Linked DNA regions of Mus musculus: regions 2 and 3 are each linked to region 1. The links are chromatin contacts, called in public promoter capture Hi-C maps. All regions are on one chromosome and are shown on one strand. The core of a region is the stretch at or near the end of the contact, and the rest is flanking DNA. Distances in the headings are between cores, read along the strand shown. Region 1 holds the start of Cdc123 (cell division cycle 123). Region 2 overlaps Ccdc3 (coiled-coil domain containing 3). Region 3 has its middle 20 kb from the start of Gm23118.

The links. Promoter capture Hi-C pulls out the DNA fragments that hold promoters and counts their contacts.
Region 2: a promoter capture Hi-C map of 3T3-L1-derived adipocytes shows a contact between it and region 1, with 7 times the contacts expected there. The contact joins the enhancer-like site here to the promoter of Cdc123 in region 1. A contact is called at or near these places in 11 of 39 promoter capture datasets (the 3T3-L1 cell line, 3T3-L1-derived adipocytes, cranial neural crest and 4 more), 16 of 115 datasets of contacts at active chromatin or transcription factors (the NIH/3T3 cell line, T-cell acute lymphoblastic leukemia, embryonic forebrain and 9 more) and 1 of 9 other capture datasets (embryonic stem cells).
Region 3: a contact with region 1 is called in a promoter capture Hi-C map of hippocampal neurons, with 4 times the contacts expected there. The contact joins the enhancer-like site here to the promoter of Cdc123 in region 1. A contact is called at or near these places in 12 of 39 promoter capture datasets (the 3T3-L1 cell line, 3T3-L1-derived adipocytes, cranial neural crest and 6 more), 10 of 115 datasets of contacts at active chromatin or transcription factors (the NIH/3T3 cell line, astrocytes, bone marrow-derived macrophages and 4 more) and 1 of 9 other capture datasets (embryonic stem cells).

The regions. Positions count from the first base shown.
Region 1 is chr2:5,842,877-5,846,867 of GRCm38.p6, reverse strand. It overlaps Cdc123 (cell division cycle 123), which reads left to right and starts at 1,691. Exons shown (of 13, transcript NM_133837.5): 1 at 1,691-2,033. The coding sequence starts at 1,960. It overlaps Nudt5 (nudix (nucleoside diphosphate linked moiety X)-type motif 5), which reads right to left and starts at 1,834. Exons shown (of 10, transcript NM_016918.3): 1 at 1,483-1,834.
Region 2 is chr2:5,164,131-5,168,121 of GRCm38.p6, reverse strand. All of the region lies in intron 2 of Ccdc3 (coiled-coil domain containing 3), which reads right to left. Among named protein-coding and RNA genes, the nearest start is that of Ccdc3, 28 kb to the right of the region's middle. Within about 2 kb of position 2,126, at least 58 of the 459 cell types and tissues checked have an H3K27ac peak or open chromatin away from gene starts, as enhancers often do. A contact at or near this core is called in 3T3-L1-derived adipocytes and the NIH/3T3 cell line, where this site is marked.
Region 3 is chr2:5,237,869-5,241,859 of GRCm38.p6, reverse strand. No RefSeq gene overlaps it. Among named protein-coding and RNA genes, the nearest start is that of Gm23118, 20 kb to the left of the region's middle. Within about 2 kb of position 2,054, at least 13 of the 459 cell types and tissues checked have an H3K27ac peak or open chromatin away from gene starts, as enhancers often do.

The sequences.
Region 1 (3,991 bases), core at 442-2,941:
CAGAAAATGAAAAGGGAAGATATGGATTATTGCTGCTTTTCCTCACATCACAGAGGACTAGCCAGACCTTGATCCTAGCACTGAAGAGACTGAGGCAAGTGGATCTTTATGAGTTTGAGGCCAGCTTGGTCTATGCAGAGCAGTGGTCCTCAACCTTCTTAAAGTGTCCATCCTTTAATACAGTTCCTCATGTTGTGGTGACCCCCTCCCCCAACTATAAAATCATTTCGTTGCAACTTTGCAACTGTAATTTGGTGTCATGAATTGTCATGTGAATATCTGGTCTATAGAGCATCTGATATAGGACCTGTGAGAGGGTCGTGACCCACACATTGAGAACCAAAGAGTTCCAGGCCAGACAGGAGTATGTAGAGAGAGACTATGTATCAAAACAACAAACAAGCAACAAAACCCAGGATTGATTAATTCTGGATACCACCATTCTTAAATAAGAAGCTCTGCTATCCACAACACATCATTATACACTGCAACATTATAAACCATTGATCTTGATTTTGGAAGGTATTCTTTAAGCAATGCTTCCAACCACTTTACCTGTAACATTTCAAACAATGTATACCTCTCCTGTGTGTGTGTGCACGCGCGAGCACGAATTCTAATTCAAAATACAGAGGATTCTGTTCATCAGTTCTAACAAATACCTTTCTAAAGAGGTCAACAGTGGCTGGGGTTTTTCCTCTCTCTCTAATTTAAACTGCTTAGATGCGCTGTGGAAAATGCAATTTATTTTTCTGTGAGGGTGAGTATCAGAAATGTGGTGCTTCTGGACAAATACGTGCTTGGAACATGCCCAAGGCTTCTACATTACAGGAAGCACCAGAGGGTTTGAAAGGCCTGTCTCTTGCAGCTGGTGATTTTTTTCCTTTTTTTTTTTTTTTTTTAAAAAGAAACTGAACTTTGTAGGATGATAGATGGAAAAAGGAGTAGGGAGAAAAATGATATCACAAGTTGTCGTATACAAACTCTTCCAACCTTTTACGATTTCATCATTGCAGAGACATTGATAAAAATATGTGCTTTTTCCACACTGGTAACTTTTTCGGAATTGGACTAAACTTTAAGCTTAAAAGACACAACTTTCCCCTTTTTCTTGATTTCTCAGACGAACATCGCTTCTTTCATCTTCAGGATCGTAAAATACCACCCTCCTCCCCAGAATCGTGCATGCGGGACTTCTTCCCTGTGTCTCTAAAATCTACTTTCCGGAATGAGAAGGGGCCATCCTTCTTGTAGATGCCTCAACTGATGTGTTCCAACATTTACTGTGCTGTTCCCAGGTTCCTCTCGTAGCCCAGGCTGGTCCGCCTGGATCCCGGGTTCTCGTCTCGCGCTCAGGCGCAGACGCGGAGACACGCGCGCGCGGCGGGCTGTACTCTGGGCACCATCGGTTGTGCTCGCGCCCTTTTTTCCCTTCCCCTCTCCAAGGACACTTAGTACCGAGGTTGGCTCGCGCCCACTTACCTACACTAAACTGTGGGATGTGGAAGGGATTGAGGAGGAAAGGAAAAAGGATCAGGCAGAAGCTGCAGTCTCCGTAGAATCAGGCGCCACCGCTAGAGACACCGGCGCCTCTCGTGGTGCAAGGAGGATGTGCACACGTCCTCCTCCAGGCACCCGTAGAAGCTCAGCTAGCTTCAGATGATTACCTTCCGGGTCGAGGTGCATACAGACGAAAGCGGAGATGTAAGCTTCCTAAAAATCTACGCTTTCGTGCCTCTTCTCTGCGGACTCAGATCTCTGTGTGTCTTGCGCGTCTGTGTGGGCACGCTAAGCATACAGTCTACCATGGCTCTAGAGTCTAGCGCCAGCGGACTTTTACGGACCGGAAGAGTCCTTTCTTTAAGACGGCTCGGTCGGCACTTCCGGAAGTGCTGCGCAGGGTTCCGGGAGAGGGCTGGCGGGAGAGGGAAAGGCGGCTATTGACGCGGCAGCTGGAGAATGAAGAAGGAGCATGTTAGTCACTGTCAGTTCTCCGCGTGGTACCCACTTTTCCGAAGCCTTACCATCAAGAGGTAACCTATCCCGGAGTCAAACCGGGGGGTTTGGGTAAATCCCATCCCTTCAGAAAACTAAACAAAATCCGCAGGCCTTCTACTCAGTGGGAGCGACTGTGTCGAGCTGCGGATTTTCTATTGGCTTTGACGGAGCAAGATTAACAAGTAGATCAGTGTTTGCCGTGCGTCCTGTTCGGAATCAAAGAGCGAGTCGAGGGAGGTAGGGAGGCGGTGGGGGTCCTCGGTAGGGTAGATTGAAATAGATACTTTGGGAATTGTCAGAAGCGCAAGGCAATAAACAAAACAAAACTGGAGACTTTGCCTGCTGCTGACCGACAACCCCCTCTGGTGAGAGTTGCGTTCCATCATTGTACAATGAGAACAGTGATACAGACGGTACCTCCAAGTCTGGATGAAGCTCCAGTTTGGTAGTGTGTATAGGTTGCATTGCTACTGACGATCCAGTGTTCTGAGAAGAAGCAACCCATCTGGAGAGAAAGTGGGATCGTTTGGTTTTTGGTTTTGGGTTTTTTTTTTTTTTTTTTTTTTTTTTTTGATTTTTGAGACAGGGTTTCTCTGTGTAGCCCTTGCTGTCCTGGAACTCACTTTGTAGACCAGGCTGGCCTCGAACTCAGAAATCCACCTGCCTCTGCCTCCCAAGTGCTGGGATTAAAGGCGTGAGCCACCACCGCCTGGCTGAGAAGGTGGGATCCTATTCTCTAGTTCTCTGGCCTGGAACAAGGAATCTGTCCAGGTTTGCAGAATGCCCACGGTGAATTGGTGCATCCAAAAACAAAACAAAACAAAACCACAAAAAACAAAATCCTGCCCCCAAGAATTAGATTGTAGAGTCAGAACCCTCTGTCTGGCTTTGAATTCTGGTTCTATCAGCATCTTCAGCAAATTACTTAATCTCTCTAAACCACATTTGAAAACTTAGAAACATAATAGGATTGTCATGAGAATTGCAAAAGAAAAAAAATACTTAAAATGTTGCCACTCTTTTGTAGCACATAGTAAACACATGAAAAATGTTGCCTGTTACCTTTTGGATTTAATAAAGCCTCATTAAAGTGAATTTTTTTTTTTTTAATTTTATTTATTTTATTATTATATGTAAGTACACTGTAGCTGTCTTCAGACACACCAGAAGAGGGAGTCAGATCTTGTTACGGATGGTTGTGAGCCACCATGTGGTTGCTGGGATTCGAACTCTGGACCTTCGGAAGAGCAGTCGGGTGCTCTTACCCACTGAGCCATCTCACCAGCCCCAAAGTGAATTATTTTAGTACACTTAAAATGTATGCCACATATAGGTGGATATGAGGATGGTAACGAGAAGGAAGTCAACCAATAACTGGGATTTTCTGGCATCCCTAGACAAGTCTGTGACTACATATGTGTACACACGTGCCCATGTGTCCATATTGGGCATATGGAAGTTACAGGATAACTTGCAGGAGTTTGTTTTCTCCTCTACCACATGAGTCCTGGGGATTGAACCTCAAGCTGTCAGATTTGATGGCTGGTACCTTTACCCACTGCTAAGCCATCTTACCTATCCCCCATGAAAGCATTTATTCTGTGCAGGACAGCCCTCCTACATTCCAGACAAATCATGTGGAGTCATATGGCAGCCTGCTTCAGTTGTTTGTTTCAGTGCTCAAGATATACATTCTGGCTACTGCTGTAGCATTAGTATTTTATTTTTATGACTTTTGGTTCAGAGCTGATTATGCAAATTCATTTTAGAAAATAATTTTTCTTTGTTCTTCCAGAATTCTATATATGCATACAATGTATTTTGACCCTGTTTACTCCCTGTTACCCCCTTCCACTTCTCTCAGGTCTAAGTAACAGGGTCCACCTCCCAACTTAGTGATGCCTGTGTGTCTGTGTGTGTGTGTGGGGGGGCATCCACTGAGCCTGGGAAATCTTCTAGTGTCCTCAGCACCAAAGAAAAATGACTCTGCTTC
Region 2 (3,991 bases), core at 877-3,376, 680 kb after region 1:
ATGAGATCTGATGCCCTCTTCTGGTGCATCAGGAGACAGCTACAGTGTACTTATTTATAATAATAAATAAATCTTTCAAAAAAGAAAAAAGGAAAAAGAAAAAAGAAATAGACCAGAATGGCAGCTATCAAAGGCTAAAGATTATTGGGGGTATGCTGTTCATCAGACATGAAATCAGTTAGAAAAAAATTTATTTAAATATCACATATCTAATATTTTAATAAATATATACATAATTATATATTTAAGTAGTATATATTTATATTAAAACAATTTAATTAAGACTCTATGGTATATCACAGTGACTGTAGTTCATCACAATATATTATTCATTTGAAAATTTCAGAGTCACCTTAGTTAATTAATTAAATTGCAGAAAGGTTAGGTCTTAAATGTTCTAATCATGAGAAAAGAATGTGAGGCAACGTATGTTGATTACTAATTTAGCCATTTTACAATATAGTATATAAATATGGACATGTCATATACAATACATGTAAATTTGGATAGTCAATTCAATTACAAGCCTATCTTTAAATATACTATTAACCCTGGAAATCCTACAGCACTTGGCAAAGTCATGGCTACAATCAAAACCATTGTGCATATCAAGATCCATCATTTACCCTGGGCATCTGTCTGGTTACAGGTATAGTGCCAAGGCTAACTATAAGTGCGGATTATAGCACTTTGAAGAATAGTAGTGGGCTGTCTGGTGTGGGAGTTCATGTCTGTGATGCTCAGGAAGCTGAGGTAAGATCACACAAATGAGATCAGTCTGAGCTTTCATAGCAGAATGCTGTCCCCATCACCACCACCACCAAGAGAGAGGGGGGAGGGAGGGAGAAGAGGAGAGGGGAGAGGGAGAGGGAGAAGGAGAGGGAGAGGGAGAGGGAGAGGGAGAGGGAGAGGGAGAGGGAGAGGGAGAGGGAGGGAGGGGGAGGGGGAGGAGAGGGAGAGACAGGGAGAGGTGATCACAGGAGATGGACAGAGGAGAGGCAAGGGAGACACAAGAGACAAAAATGTTATCCTAGCAGAGTACTGTCCTTAGTCACCTGTCCATGTGTCCTGGAACTGGCAACAGCAGCAGTCCAAGCCACAGGGTAAGCCACAAGAGTGAATGGAGGAGACAGCTGTAGAGCAAGGTCACCAAATGGGAGGAGGTCTGAGCAAAGGGAAAGACCAGGGACCAGACAACTGACTAACCTAAGCCCTGAACAGCTATGTTAGCAATGTCGCTGGTGTAGGTCCTGTGTGTTCAGAGACATGTGAGAGCCGATCTGTTTTTCCAATATGGAGGCCTCCCATATAACCAGGGTGAGTAAATGGGGGTCATGGCCTCTGTGCTAGGAGAGGCTAGAGAAAGAAAATCAAAGAACCCCAGAAACTAGGCAGCATTTCAGAAAGGTGGCCGAGTGTGATCAATAGCTTCCTTACTGGTGGTAGATAAGAAGTGGTGGACACAATACCCCCAGAAGAGCCAAGCCACCACAATGCTGAGCTTATCCCAGGCCAACAATATGGCTCAATAAAGGTGCTTACCACCAAGCCTGAAGAGCTAAGCCTGAAGTGGCTCACCAGGATCCACATGGTAGAATGACCTCCACATGTGCACCACGTGACCCCATCCCCCTCTTAAATAAATTAATTAATTAATAGAGGTAAATATATATTTTTTTACATATTTTTTTAAAAGTTCATCCCACTATGAATACAGGACCAAAGTCACGAGCTTCCTGTCTGGAGTTTCCATTTATAAGAAAGGCCTGGTCCAGCTGGTTGGCATGTCCCGAGTGAGGCATAACTCAGAGAGCAGAACACAGGTCAGCTCAGTACAGGCCAGAGGTTTCCACTGCCCCGCTGGCAGGGGCTGCCCACATTCTTCTCCTCCTGTTTTTCCTCTTAGAATGTGTTTTTATTGTCCTTATCTCCAGCAGCAGAGGGGAGAGCCAGCTGAATGGGGGGCTGACCTAGGTGGAATTTGGAAACCATACACGAGACTGTTTTCTCCACCTAAATTCAGCCTCATGCCACCCATAAAAAGGCAGAGGCTGGGGGAGGTAGAGTGGAGAGAGAGCTATTCTCTGGTGGGAACACGAGGTACTGGGAAGCTGAGGGTGTGGCTCAGAGGACTGATGGAGTTCAAGTTATGAGTCACAGTGGAGACAGGAGCTGAGCTCACATCCAGAAAGACTCAGACTAGGCTGCGAAACCCCAGGCCAGAATGACACCCCATCTTTCTACAGGGAACGAAGGAATGGAAGAGCAAGCTCTTCCCAGTGGAGAGGGTTCCCCCTGAATCTAGAACAGGAAATGAGGAAAGTGATTTGCAAATGTTTCTCCATGGCAGCTCAGCCCATGCATATGTCAAATATAGTGCTTTGCCCCCACCCTCCTTGTCCCAGATGTCCATCCTTAAGGTCCAATGAGGACATTCTCTCTCCTACTCCTGAAATAGTAAGACTATTTCTTAGGGAGAGTGAGATTTGATTTCTGCCCGGCATGTGCCCCGTTCAATACATTGCTATCAAGGTGGGTGTATGAGCAAGGGTTGGAGAATATGGCCCAGTGGCATCCCCTCCTCCTCTTGAGGATAAGGAAGCTTCTTGTGGGGCTGATACAAGGTAAGGAATGGAAGAAAAGGATGGCATAGTAGATTAGACGGTAGAGCAACCACGAATGCCCACCAGTGGGTAAATAAAGAAACTGGTCTGTGTATAAGAGGAAATCTTGGCACCTGTTCTACACGGATGCATCTTGCAAACGTTAAATGATGTAAGCCAATCACGTAAGACAAAGACTGGACTGCTGAGCTGGCCTGGTGGGAAAAGACACTTGCTGGCAAACCTGACCACTTGGGTTTGATCCCCAAAATTCACATACCATCCCATGAAGTTACAATGTCTTAGAAGCAGTGCTACATCCACAAATGTCATGAAACAAATGAGTCAGGTGCCTGAGATGGGGGAACTTCTAAAAATCAAAATCTAGCAAGGCCGGATAGATCAGTTAGCACACTGAAGATGAGCTCAGAGGGGGCCCCCCAAAATGTGTCAATGTCACCTTAAGGAATGAAAAAGCTACTTCCTCTTGGATTAGTTTGACCAAAAGCAAACCCAAATTTAAATTCTTCATTTTTCTCCCTGTGGCTTTTGTCTCTCTGTAGGTTGTGGTTACTGGCCTATCTCTATCTATCTCTTGTACCTGTCTGATCCGTCTGTCCCTACTACCCATGTCTTGTGCTGGGCGTCTGTTCTGTCCTGTGTGTGTGTGTGTGTGTGTGTGTGTGTGTGTGTGTGTGTGTGTGTGTGTACACACATGCATGCACGCACACGCGTGCACCTGTACCTAGTAAAAGTATTTACTCTGTTTTTCATGAACAACGGAGAAAACTTAGGATGGGAAAGAAGTAAGGAGTTCTTTCAGAAATCTTCAAGAGTTTTATGAGGAAAGAAGTTACTTTGCGCACCTAGAACAGCAAACAAAACCACATCCCATCAACCTGCATCCACATGCTGCATCCCCCATGTATGGGATCTTTGCTGACCTGTCGACAGTTCTCAGTAAATACTACAACACACACATACACTGTTCTGGGTAAGGGCAAGAAAGAGTACATAACTTCTGATTTAAGCTATGCACTTAACGTAGGTTGTAAAAGCTAACCACATGAGAAATCCCCTGCACAGTAAGTTCGATACACTGTTTTCTTAAAGGCGGGTTAGATTTAAACTTGAGAAGTTCAGTCTTAAGTGACCTCAAGGAATATTATTAACTTAGTTGCAAAGCTGGAAAAAGTTGAGGCTCTTTGGAAACTCTTACTACAGCCAAGAACTCCCTGTGGCCTCTTCTTTCGTCTGTCTCTCTCTCTCTCTCTCTCTCTCTCTCTCTCTCTCTCTCTCTCTCTCCCTCTCCCTCTCCCTCTCCCTCTCCCTCTCCCTCTCCCTCTCCCTCTCCCTCTCTCCCTCTCCCTCTCCCTCTCTCTCTCTCT
Region 3 (3,991 bases), core at 805-3,304, 610 kb after region 1:
AACGTTAACAGGCTCATGGGCCAGAGACAGATGGAGCCCATCCAGCTTCCCACTGAGCTCCTGAAACGAAGACTTCTGTATAAGCATTTTGAGTTGTTCTCATGAGACGTCATGGCTAGCAGGCTGAAAAAACTGCGTGGCAATTTGCCAGCTGCCTGATTTTAAATCTAGTCCCTTCGGTGGAAAATGAAATTGAGAACAAATTTCAGAATTCTAATTGGAATCTGTCCCCTGCAGGGAGAAGTCTATTTTTAATGTTTCAATACATTACCCTGGAGAATTCTGGGAACCCAGCCTGTGTTCACATTTCATGCCAGGGAATAAAGCGAGGGGGAGGCACTAGCTTGCCTCCTAAGGATGAAGCCCACACTATCCCACAGGTCTCCATTTCTCTGAGTTTGAGCCTCAAAATCTACTGAAAGTACAAAGAGCAGGTACCCTGTGTTCAGCCGATGAAGAAGAGGAGGGAAGGAAAGAAAATTCCAGAGAGAAGTTGAAATATTGAATTTTTGTTCTCTTGACATTAAGAGTCTATTCTGAAGAGAGCTGATTTGTGTGTGAAACTTAGCCAGCGGAGGGGACAACAGGAAGGTAAGGGGAGCCCTAGCACAGTGTTCCTCTTGGTATGACAAGTCAGAGTTTGTGGGAGGAGAGAGATGATGCATTTGAGGAGATACAAGCAGGTCATGTCCAATGCTTATGACTCTTGGGGAGATGAAAAACCGTCTTTCCTGCACTCAATGGTTTGATAAAGTGCTAGAAACATCTGGATGCATTTATCACGTTTCAGAAGAAAAAGCCAACAAAAGGTGGGCTAGACAACTCCAGTGTAAGGAAAACTGACTTGGCAAATCCCCCAGCCCAAAGCCTTGAGCATTTGAGTCACAAAATGAATGTCCAACTCACTGGTACCAACCTGGTGTCTGACACCAAAATTATTTAAATTAGTTGAATTCAGATAGTTCTCAGAGGTCCAGAATGGCACTTTGTGAAAGACACCTGAGTTCTCTTGTGCGTTCTCACTTTAACCAGCCACTCCCACCTCAGAAATAAAGGACAGGCGATCCAGCCCCTGAGAGTTCCAGGAGAAAAGAGGGAAACTGATCGGTGGTATGTGTGGTTGGAAAACGTACAGCTGCAGCCAACACAGGGTTTTCAAGCAGAAGTGGGCTCTATGCGACAGGAGTTATGGTGTTGGTAGGATTTTCCCACGACTGTGTACTCTTCCTGAGATGAAATTTGGTCCTGGCTTCTCAGTTTCCCCTAACTCATGACATGCTCCATGCCACAAGGAGGCCATTGGTCATGATCAGACATGTCATGAATAGGAGGGGGTGCTTCTGGGTTCCCTGTCTCCTACTGATGATCGAGATAGTAGAGGACAAGAAAATTCTTGTTTGCCTTGAAAGTGTTTGCCTTGAAAGCATGAGGATACCAGTTGATCTCTAGAACTCTCGGTGGTGGTGGTGGTGGTGGTGGTGGTGGTGGTGGCGATTCAGGCATACTCCTGCTTACTGGGAATTCAAGAGCCAGTGAAGGGGGATGGGCAGATCCCCAGGACTCACTAGCTCTCCTGCTAGTGTACTTGCCAAGTCCCACGCCATCAAGAAACACAGTAAGGAGAGGGAGGAGAGAGAGAGAGAGAGAGAGAAAGAGAGAGAGAGAGAGAGAGAGGAGAGAGAGAGAGAGGAAGAGAAGAGAGGAGGAGAAGAGAGGATAGGATAGGATAGGATAGGATAGGAGAGGAGAGGAGACGAGACGAGACGAGACGAGACGAGACGAGACGAGAAGAACAGAGAAGAACAAAGATGAAGAGCACCTGAGGTTGTTTTCTGACCGCCACACAATGGCCTCTCATGTGTACACACCAAAGCAAAGTCTCTAATGGTAGCAGGATGGATGTCCTTTCCAATTACTAAGGTTCTTGGAGAATACAAAAGAAAAGAAAGAAAAAAGCATTTCTCTCTAACTGATGTGCTGCGTTCCTCTCTGAAGTCCCCTGTGATATACAGTTCTTGGCAAACAGGCAGAAGGAGTGGATCTGAAAGATTTATGCCTCAGGGACACTGAGTGAGTTGTTACCTGAATGGGAGCAGGGGAAGAACCAGGTGGGTTCCTCCCACCAACTGTTACAAAAACTTTCCACATAGCCTAGGGCTGGTTAACCCAGAGATTTGCAACAGCTTGCCTCTTCCAAGCTAAACACTGGGGTCTGAGTTATTAACTCCAACTAATGCAACTGCCTCGAGGAATCCAGGGCAAAATGAAACTTACAAAGGAAAACACTTAAATGTGGCGTGCAAAAGACCGTGGGATTTAGGAAAAACTCCTATTTGGAAGAGATTGATGCATGTGAGAAAGTTTTTTACAAAATCAGCCCCCTTGATATGTCTTAAGGGGCCATGTTGAAGGTAATATAGATATGAAAATGTTTGCTTGGCTGATTGGTTTTAAATTTACAAGTGACATTAAACAGCCTCACAGAAAGAAACAAAGAAGGGACATCTGGAGTCTTGGTTTCATGCTGCTCACTGATACAGAGAAGAGATGACAAGAACATAAATTCCAGACTCTGTTGTGGTATGTCACAAGGACAGTCCTTTGTTCATAAAGCATTCTTTCTACTGCTGGAAATTTCTTCATGAAATTCAGGAAACCAGCAGAGAAGATGTTGCTATAGACCACTGTTTATGTTCCACATGATACCACAGATCGACAACCTCATCCATTCTGTAGAGAGCCAATGATAAGATAGGTTGAGGACTGAAGAATTGATTCAGCCATTAAGAACACTAGCTTCTCTTGCAGAAGACCTGGGTTTGATTCCCAGCACCCACATTGCAGCTCATGACTATCTCTAACTCCAGTTCCAGGGGATCTGGCATCCTCTTCTGGCCTCCATAGGTACCAAGCATGAATGTGGTGCAGGCAAAAACATATACACATAATAATGAATTTGAAAAAGAGAAGGGAGGGAGGAAGGGAGGAAGGAAGAGGGATGGTAAGGAAACCAGGAAGTATTTTTCAAATCAATACGCGTGAATTTGGCACTAGCTTCCAAATCAACCAGTGCTTTGATCTAAGACATCTATGTTCCAGAACTATGAGAAAGAAATGCTGTTTGTGGCACCTTGGTAGTGCTTTGTGTGAGATAGCCAGCCCCCTAAGCTGACTAAGACAGGATTAAAGAATGAGAGAGAATATGAACTGAATTTTCTCAGTAGAATCTTGAGAGTTACTTATTACCCTGAATATCACTGTGTTTTCAACTGAGTCTCGTCAATTTCCCTTTGGATGTTAGACCGCATCTAGAAAACAGTGAGAGACTTGGTGTTCCTATGGCTTTGGGGCATCTTCAGGGGTGGCAGTTGTCCTTCATAAAAGTGACCAAGCTAGTTATGGTGTTACAGACATAGTAGAGATGTGATATCCACATGTCTGGGAACCTGCCACCCTTCCTTTAGAACACGCTTTTGTACTAATGAGTTATTAGAGTCCAGTTAGAACAGGCTAATTTTAAGATAATGCCCTCACTACTTGTCTCGAATGTATTGCTATCCCTTTGTGTGTTAAGTGTGTGTGTGTGGGGGGGGGGGGTTGACTTGTTTCTAATATGAAGTGTTGCAAATGTGATGTGTGTTCACTTCCTCTGTAGATGTAAATTGTGTCTTGTTTGTACATGCTCCTAGTGCCCTGTAAGCGTGCATGTTTGATGCTTGGGAGGCCCATCTGGCAAGAGCGTGAGGGCAGCTATTTAGCCAGTGAGGCTATGGTTCAACACACTTTTAGAAATTAAACTGTGTGCGTTTGTTCCTTTCATGTTTCTGTGATCAAATTCGCCAGCATAAACAACAAAGAGGGAGAGCTGACTGTGGCTCACACTTGAAGGCTCAGTCTGTCCCTGCCGGTCAGGGAGAGGCTTGAGGCAGTATCTCAGTTCATATTGTGGCAGAGGAGGAAGCAGAGATAATATTTCCCCAAGGACTTTCTT